Linked DNA regions of Rattus norvegicus: region 2 is linked to region 1. The links are chromatin contacts, called in public Hi-C maps. All regions are on one chromosome and are shown on one strand. The core of a region is the stretch at or near the end of the contact, and the rest is flanking DNA. Distances in the headings are between cores, read along the strand shown. Region 1 has its middle 17 kb from the start of Traf3ip3. Region 2 holds the start of Hsd11b1 (hydroxysteroid 11-beta dehydrogenase 1).

What was found. A called contact is a pair of places that touch in the nucleus more often than the background predicts.
Region 2: a contact with region 1 is called in a Hi-C map of liver, with 5 times the contacts expected there. The contact joins the promoter of Hsd11b1 here to the enhancer-like site in region 1. A contact is called at or near these places in 4 of 12 Hi-C or Micro-C datasets (hepatocytes, kidney and liver).

What each region holds. Positions count from the first base shown.
Region 1 is chr13:107,262,943-107,266,700 of GRCr8, forward strand. It overlaps the pseudogene LOC120096391. Among named protein-coding and RNA genes, the nearest start is that of Traf3ip3, 17 kb to the left of the region's middle. Within about 2 kb of position 2,124, at least 3 of the 93 cell types and tissues checked have an H3K27ac peak or open chromatin away from gene starts, as enhancers often do. A contact at or near this core is called in hepatocytes and liver, where this site is marked.
Region 2 is chr13:107,301,466-107,305,223 of GRCr8, forward strand. Hsd11b1 (hydroxysteroid 11-beta dehydrogenase 1) reads right to left here and starts at 2,036. Exons shown (of 6, transcript NM_017080.2): 1 at 1,622-2,036; 2 at 789-919. The coding sequence starts at 1,697.

The DNA.
Region 1 (3,758 bases), core at 874-3,373:
TAGTAGCTCTCAGGCTTGCTCACCCTGCATGACTGAGGTCTGTCCCCCTTTGACTTCCACCTGTGTCAGTTTGGGGCTACATGGAGTTGCTAGACAGAGGCTCATATGGAATCACTTTTTATACAAGTTTGTGGTGATCTGTGCAAGCCCATGTTTCTTCCAGTTTGTTTACCTTTTGTTGTTTGTTGTTCAACAAATGACTCCATTTTGGTTCTTGCGACCTCCACTGCCCTTACGTTTGATCGAGATTTTTCTGTGGAAACATTGCCGTCTTCTGTCCTGTCATGAGGGTCTGTTGTTCCTCTGTCCCACCTGTCCTGGGTGGTAGAGTGGGTGGGCGAGGTTGTGTGACCGATGAGTCAGCATCAGATCCTTTTAGCCACACTGGATCAACAGAGTTCGGGAAGAGCGCTTCTCTTCTCAGCTCCTGAGTGCTAAGGCAGCATTATTTTGTCAGAAATTCCACTTTAGCAGATTTTTGTTTTTTTTAAAAAAAGAGAAAACAGTAAAGATTAAAAAGGAAAATGCAAAATAAAAACAATTTTGATGCCCACTCCCTGGCAATGGGCAAAGAGACACCTTGGTGGTGTTCTTATACCAGTCAGGGGCAGAGTGGATGTGGTACTTTGTTCATCCTAGCCTGATGCCTGGCTTGGTGGTGAAGCTGTTTTATGCGTGGAACACATAAAAATTGAATCAAATTGATTTGAATCAAATCTAGGTAGTGTGGCGTGGGAAGAAGAAGACAGGTAGAGACCTGCATTCCACCATGCTACTCAATGCAGGCAGGGAAAGACATCCACAGACCTGTCCTTCACCCCACATCTCTGTCAGTCCATAGACACACAGAGCCCTACCTACCGCCACACAGCACTGTATGCGGAAGAAGTCAGACAGACAGAGACCTGCAGACCACCATGCCACCCACACACCTGCCCTCCAGTGCAAGGGATAGGTGGGCAGAAGACACCTGCTTGCTACAGTGCCATGCAGTGGGGACAGAGGATGCCACTCAGGGGCCTACCAGCTGCATGACCAGCCTGCAGCAGAAGCCACCACAGTGTGAGTATCTGATGGTCAGATGGGAGAGAGTGAGAGGTGGAACTAGAGACTTGAGGGTGGCCAGGAGTAACCTGCTATGAGCGGCCAGCCCTGCTACCTGGGACCATGATGAGGTCCCAGCATGAGCTGCCTCTGAGAGCCTCCATCTGTGGTTACTCAGCCAGCGTAGCCGGTGTCAGGGGTCTGTGTTGTTACCACTAAAAAGAACATGTAAATCTTGATTGGGGCAGCCACTGGGAAATCATGTGGGTATCCAGGAACTGTGCATGACTGTCCTTGTTCCTCACTGGCGACTGTGCTTTGGAGAGTTGGATCCATTTCTCAGGCTATGCACCTTGCCTGGCCAGGAGAGCAGAGCTGACCCTGATGTTGGGGGCACAGGTGAGCCAGCCCCGAGGGCATGAACATGGGAAAGCTAGTCCCACCACTTTTCTGCCATGAAGTGTCATGGATGTGGGGTGATGACCTCCCATGCCTCTTCCGTCACCACCTGTGGCACTTGGAATAGCTGGCCCTGCTGGGGTCATGAGAGCAGGAGAACTGTCCTTACCTCTTACAGGCTACAGTACTTGGGAGAGCAGGCCTCACCTGAACAGCATAATAGAGCTAACCTTGATGATGAGGGAATGGGTGAGCTGGTCTTGAGGATGTGAGGGAGAGCTGGCCCCATCACTCCTCTACCTCCTTAACCCTCAGCAACCGATGCAGCCAGAAGAGCTGACTCCAGGGTCATAAGAGCAGGAGAGCTGGCCCTGCCCCTCACCAGTGGCATCACTTGGGAGAGCGGGCCCTGGACTTCGTCTGGGCAACACAGTGGAGCTAGCCCTGATGGCAAAAGCACAGGCAAGCCAACCCTGAGGGTGAGTGGGAGAGCTGTCCCAGTGCCTTGCTGGCTTTAGTACTTAGGTGAGTGGACCTTAACTGGGCAAAACAGTGGAGCTGGCCCTGAGGATACAAGGTCAGAAGAACAAGAAGGCAGGGTGACCTAGCAGGAACAGGGCTGGAGAGTTTGTCCTGGTGGTGCGTCTGAGGGAGAACCGGCCAGGCTGACCCAGATCCAGGGTTCCAAGTTGGGCCACTCCAAAATCATTATCATCTCCACAACACAGGGCAACAACAGGATAACGGGGAGGAGACCTGGCCAGGATCCACTATTGATGGTGTGATGGAAGCCAGTGATCTCTATCTGGACCAATATCTCATTGCAACAAACATTTACAAGTGAAGATGTGTGGGCAGAGGAATATACTGTGGGACACATGGTTACATGCTACAGCTTCTGTGATGAGATGTTTTCTATGATGATGGTGATGATGATGGTGTGTGTGTGTGTGTGTGTGTGAAGTGCATGATGTGAAAATCACAAAAGAATCAATAAAAAGATTCCTGTGGTGGAGGAATAACTTTGAACCAAACCAAACCAAACCAAACCAAGCCAAACCAAACCAAACAACAAAATTTTTTCTACAGCAATACCAGTTTTTATCAAAGATAACCAAAGAAAAATCAATATGTTTATAAAATAAATCTAGGGCTGGGGATTTAGCTCAGTGGTAGAGCGCTTACCTAGGAAGCGCAAGGCCCTGGGTTCGGTCCCCAGCTCCTAAAAAAAGAACCAAAAAAAAAAAAATAAAATAAAATAAATCTAGTCTTACCAGGAAACTGTATTTGAGGAGTACCAGGAAACTGTATTTGAGGAGTACTTATTGACTTTTTTTTTTTTTAATGAATCTGATTGTAGATGTTTCCAAGTGAAACTGAAACCAGATGACAAAAGACTTTGAATAGCCTGGAGGAAAATTCTTGATGAAGCTTCAGCAACTACAGGAAACAGTTGTTTTCATGACCTAAAGGTTTTTTCCTTTAAGATATTTATTTTATTTATATGAGGTGCTGTCTTCAGACACACTAGGAGAGGGCATCAGATCCCAATACAGATGGTTGGGAGCCACCATGTGGTTGCTGGGAATTGAACTCAGGACCTCTGGAAGAGCAGTCAGTGCTCTTAACCACTGAGCCATCTTTCCAGCCATGACCTAAAGTTTGTTTGTTTTTTTTTTTTTTTAAGGTAACAGGGATGATTACCACTGTTACCTCAGGGCTGTCAGACTTCCATAAATTTTATGTAAACTTTACCTTGTGATTTACCTAGATATTTATGCCAATAACCTAGGTCACGTCTCACTGTAAAGTAATAGTTGCCCACCAAAACTTTTATTTAAAGTAGATCAACACTTAAAATAAAACCTGTTCTGTCAGACATAGAGAACCAGACTCTGTAGTCTGGTCTTACATCACTGTAGGGATAGTCAACTTTTTGAAGAATATGTTATACTTTGCACTAATCATAGTTTATACATACATTGCTTTCCTGAGACTCATCATCCTCTGCCAACTTCTGTGACTTGCTCAGAAGGCATTTTTTTAAAAACAAAAGTCTCCAAAGTTAAAAGATCAGGTTGTGTGTATATGCAAGGCATGCCTGGGTGGTGCACAGGGATTTGGGGTGGGTGCTGCAGTGGGGTATACACATTACACATTTACTGAGACCCATGGAACATACAACAAAAGGGTGAGTCCAAGTGTGAACTTGGCCTCCGACGGATGTGCTGATGATGCATGAGACTCTTGATAAAAGGGAAGGCTTGGGGTTGGGGCGTATGGGAATGTGGGGTTCTGCTGTGAACCCCAGACTG
Region 2 (3,758 bases), core at 786-3,285, 38 kb after region 1:
CCATCTTGGTCATAGGTTTTCATGTGCAGTGTACAGAGTAACTGGGGTTTAAATGAAAGTTTGTTCCAGAGCTGTTTAGATTGAAACCAGTCTCTCCCTCCCCCCACCCCGTGTGTGTGTGTGTGTGTGTGTGTGTGTGTGTGTGTGTGTGTGTGTGTGTGATATTCTTAGATGATGCCAGGTGGTGGTGGCACACACCTTTGATCCAAGTACTCAGAAGGCAGAGGCAGGCAGATCGTTGACCCTCAAGGCCAAGTTGGTCTACAGAGTGAGTTCCAGGACAGACAAAACTACACAGAGGAATTCCCCCCACCTCATAAATATCCTTAGATGATCATTGTGCTCTGAAATATATTAATTGGATGTCATCATTGGGTTAGAGTTTACATCCATTATTTATCTCTGCAGGGTTTATGAACAAATGTTTCCAAGTGCATTGTGGGTGTGGGTGCATGTTTCTGTGCAGGTAGATCTGAGTTTGTGAGTGCTGTTATGACCTAGGGCTCTCAAATTTGTGAGTCTGTGGGGCATGACAACATAAACGCATGAGCAGGTAAAGGAATCCCAGTTTCTGGATACATGTATCTGTCCATGGGCAATGTGTATGAACAGGTACAATTGTGAACATACATAATCAAAGAACTCTGGCTAACAACACTGAGTGTGTGTGTGTGTGTGTGTGTGTGTGTGTGTGTGTGTGTGTGTATGGGGGAAGCCTTTGTACATAAGTGTGAGACTATAAGCTGGACACAAGAAGGCAGGCTTATCTGTGGCTACAGAATGCTCACCTTCTGGAGCCCTTCCTCCGACCTTGCAGTCAATACCACATGGGCTCCCATTTTTGACAGATGATATGCCATTTCTCTTCCGATCCCTTTGCTGGCCCCAGTGACAATCACTTTCTTCCCCTGGAGCATTTCTGGGAAAGCACAGAAGCAATGAGTGTCCCCAAAGCCTTGTCTCACTTTCCATACTCAAAGGCTGTGAGCCCAGATCATTTTGCCTCATGCCGTAAAACACTGAAGCAACACTTAAGGTTATTCATAAACAGGCTCTCAAACACAGGTTTGGCCTGGATGTCCAGAGCCGAGCCTTCTTGCCTTCATTCCTAAAACATCTCCATGTGCAGAGATCACAGAGACAAGGCCAGAGAGGTCAGAGTTTGGCGAAACTACCCAAGTTCAACCCTTTTGGCATAATCTAATTTTGCTAACACTAAAGGGAATTTTAAAAAGTATCACAAAAATGTGTCCACAGAGCCTCTACTTAGTCATCAACTTCATAGCCCTTTCTGTTTTTTATTTTGGCTTCTCGGCTATCAGTGTCTCCATAGATCACAGCTATCTGACTGAGCGATGTGTCTGGGTACTACCTTCACTTCTGTAGATCTGACATTGCTTTCCATGCTGCAGGCCAAGCAAAGCATAGCCTCCTTGGCTGTATGGTTCACCCCTCCCAGTCCCCTCCTGCCTGCAGCCTGTGGCTGGAGGATCCAGGGTTTACAGACTCACATTCGGGGTTCCTCTTTCTCAGTGGTGTAGGGATCAAGAACACAGCTAGATCTTTAGAAACCCTTGTGTTTTAAGCCTGTTCCTCTAGTGAGGAACACAGTGGTACTCACCTGGTCTGAACTCTTCATTTGTAGAATAGTAGTAACCCAGGCAGAGCACCAGGACGGGGAGGAGGTATTTTTTCATAACTGCCGTCCAACAGGGACCTGGCTCAGGGAGCTCTGTAGGACACACAAAGAAAACCTGCAGCTCTTTCTACAACCTCCCAGGCAGGCAGCAGCCTCTGAATTGTGACATCAGGGACGGGGGAGGCTGGAGTAGTCTCAGGCAGCACTAGCCAACTTCCCTGTCAGAGCAATGATTGGCTTTGGGTGGGATCCCATTCGTCCCTGGCAGCCTGCGTGATGGATTTCATAATGGACAATGTTTACTCCATTTCATTGAGTAAGAGGCAACTTCCAGATGGCCAGGCTCATGACTGTGCAGGGCTGGGTTCCTGAGCATCTCCTACCGAGACATCCTTTGCACACAGCAGCAATGGCCTTGCAAGAATGGCTTGTCAGGGAGGGAGGGTGGAGGGGTGGAAGGGCGGGATAGAAGGAGAGGAGGAGGGAGGGTGGGAGGAAAGGAAGGAAGGAGGGATGGAGAGAAGGAGGGAGGAAGGACACACACACATACACACACACACACACACACACACACAGAGAGAGAGAGAGAGAGAGAGAGAGAGAGAGAGAGAGAGAGAGAGAGAGCGAGCATGTGGGGCTTTTGGGAAATATGAAGGATACAAATAGAGCCAAACTCAAGCCAAATCTCAGCCTTGCCCCACCCCCAACACCCAAGTCTGAAGCAATTAAAAATTAACAGCACAAAACAGCAAAATGAGCTCAAGGAAAAAAATGGGCATGTCTTAGGAGAAAGAAAATAAGCCAGTAAGCTACAGAAGTCCCACACTCCAGTTCAATGAAAAAGCATTGCAACATCAAAGAGAAGTTGCAAACCAGCCAGACCCAGATGGCAGGAAACCCAAGCTCAGTTCAAGACTCTCAGGCAAGTGCAATGGAAGTGCCCTTATTACTACAGGGAATAAAGAAGGAATGATGGGCGCCAAAACAGGAAGGAAGGTAGCAGGTTGTTAAACTGGGTTATGTAAATGCTGTGGAGGAGCGAGGAGCAGAAGAGGATGCTGGGAAAAGAAGGTCAGACCAGAGGATCTAGACCACCTTTGGCTATAGCCAAACTGCTCTCTCATAAGCTGCAGCGCTAACCTTCTTTTTACCTCTACTTTGAGTCTGGGTCTCAGTAAGTTGATCAGGCTGGCCTTGAACTTGCTCTGTTGCCTCAGACTTGTGATTCTCCTGCCTCAGCCTCTCAAAGAGTTGGGATTTCACACCTGTTGCCATAAAGCCCTAAGGGACCTATCCCACGTGCTTGAAGCAAAAGTAGCACAGAGCATCTGGGTCCCAGGTAAAATGATCCAACAGAAAGATCAAGAAGAGAGACACTATAGCAACTAAAAATGTATTATTATGACAAGACAGAAAATCAACTTCATATATCTGTAGCAAGGTTTTTTTAACCCCTTCCCCTCACAAGATTTTATTAGAGAATAATCCTCAAAGAATTTAAGATGCACCACAGTCAAGTTTTTCAATTTAAAACCAACCATCCAAAATCATGAAAATCACATGGGACAAAGCAAATCCTCAACTGTGAGTTACAATAGAGCAAGTAGAGAGTCTCAAGAATGAGTTACTGGCCTCTGAGGGGAGATGTCAATCAAGGATGGGAAAGGCCTGAATCATTCAGAGTTTGGAGAAACCAAATTGTGACCCTAAAACAGTCTCTGGAAAGATCCGGTGGCTTTTCACTTCAGAGCAAGAGAAAATAATTTAAGGCCCAGAGGAGATGAAAGAATTTGTCAACAAAGGCCACAGCTGTGAGGGTTGCTTCCAGAAGACAATAATGGTTTGAGAACAGCAGAGAGCTGGAGCCGAGGGCGCGGAAGACAAAAATAGAAAGGGTAAAAAGTGGGAGGTGCAGTCATGTTGTCAGGACTGCCTGCATCGGAGCATTCTCAGAAAAGCTTTTATGCTACCAAGACGCATGACAGGCAGGACTCCATGTTCTTTCACAGGGGGCAGAAAATAAGACTGTGTCCTTAGCCTTATGTGATTAATGGCTAAATCATTGACTTGCATGCAGAAAATAAGATAATATGTTTTTTAAAATGTGCTTAGTAGTGAA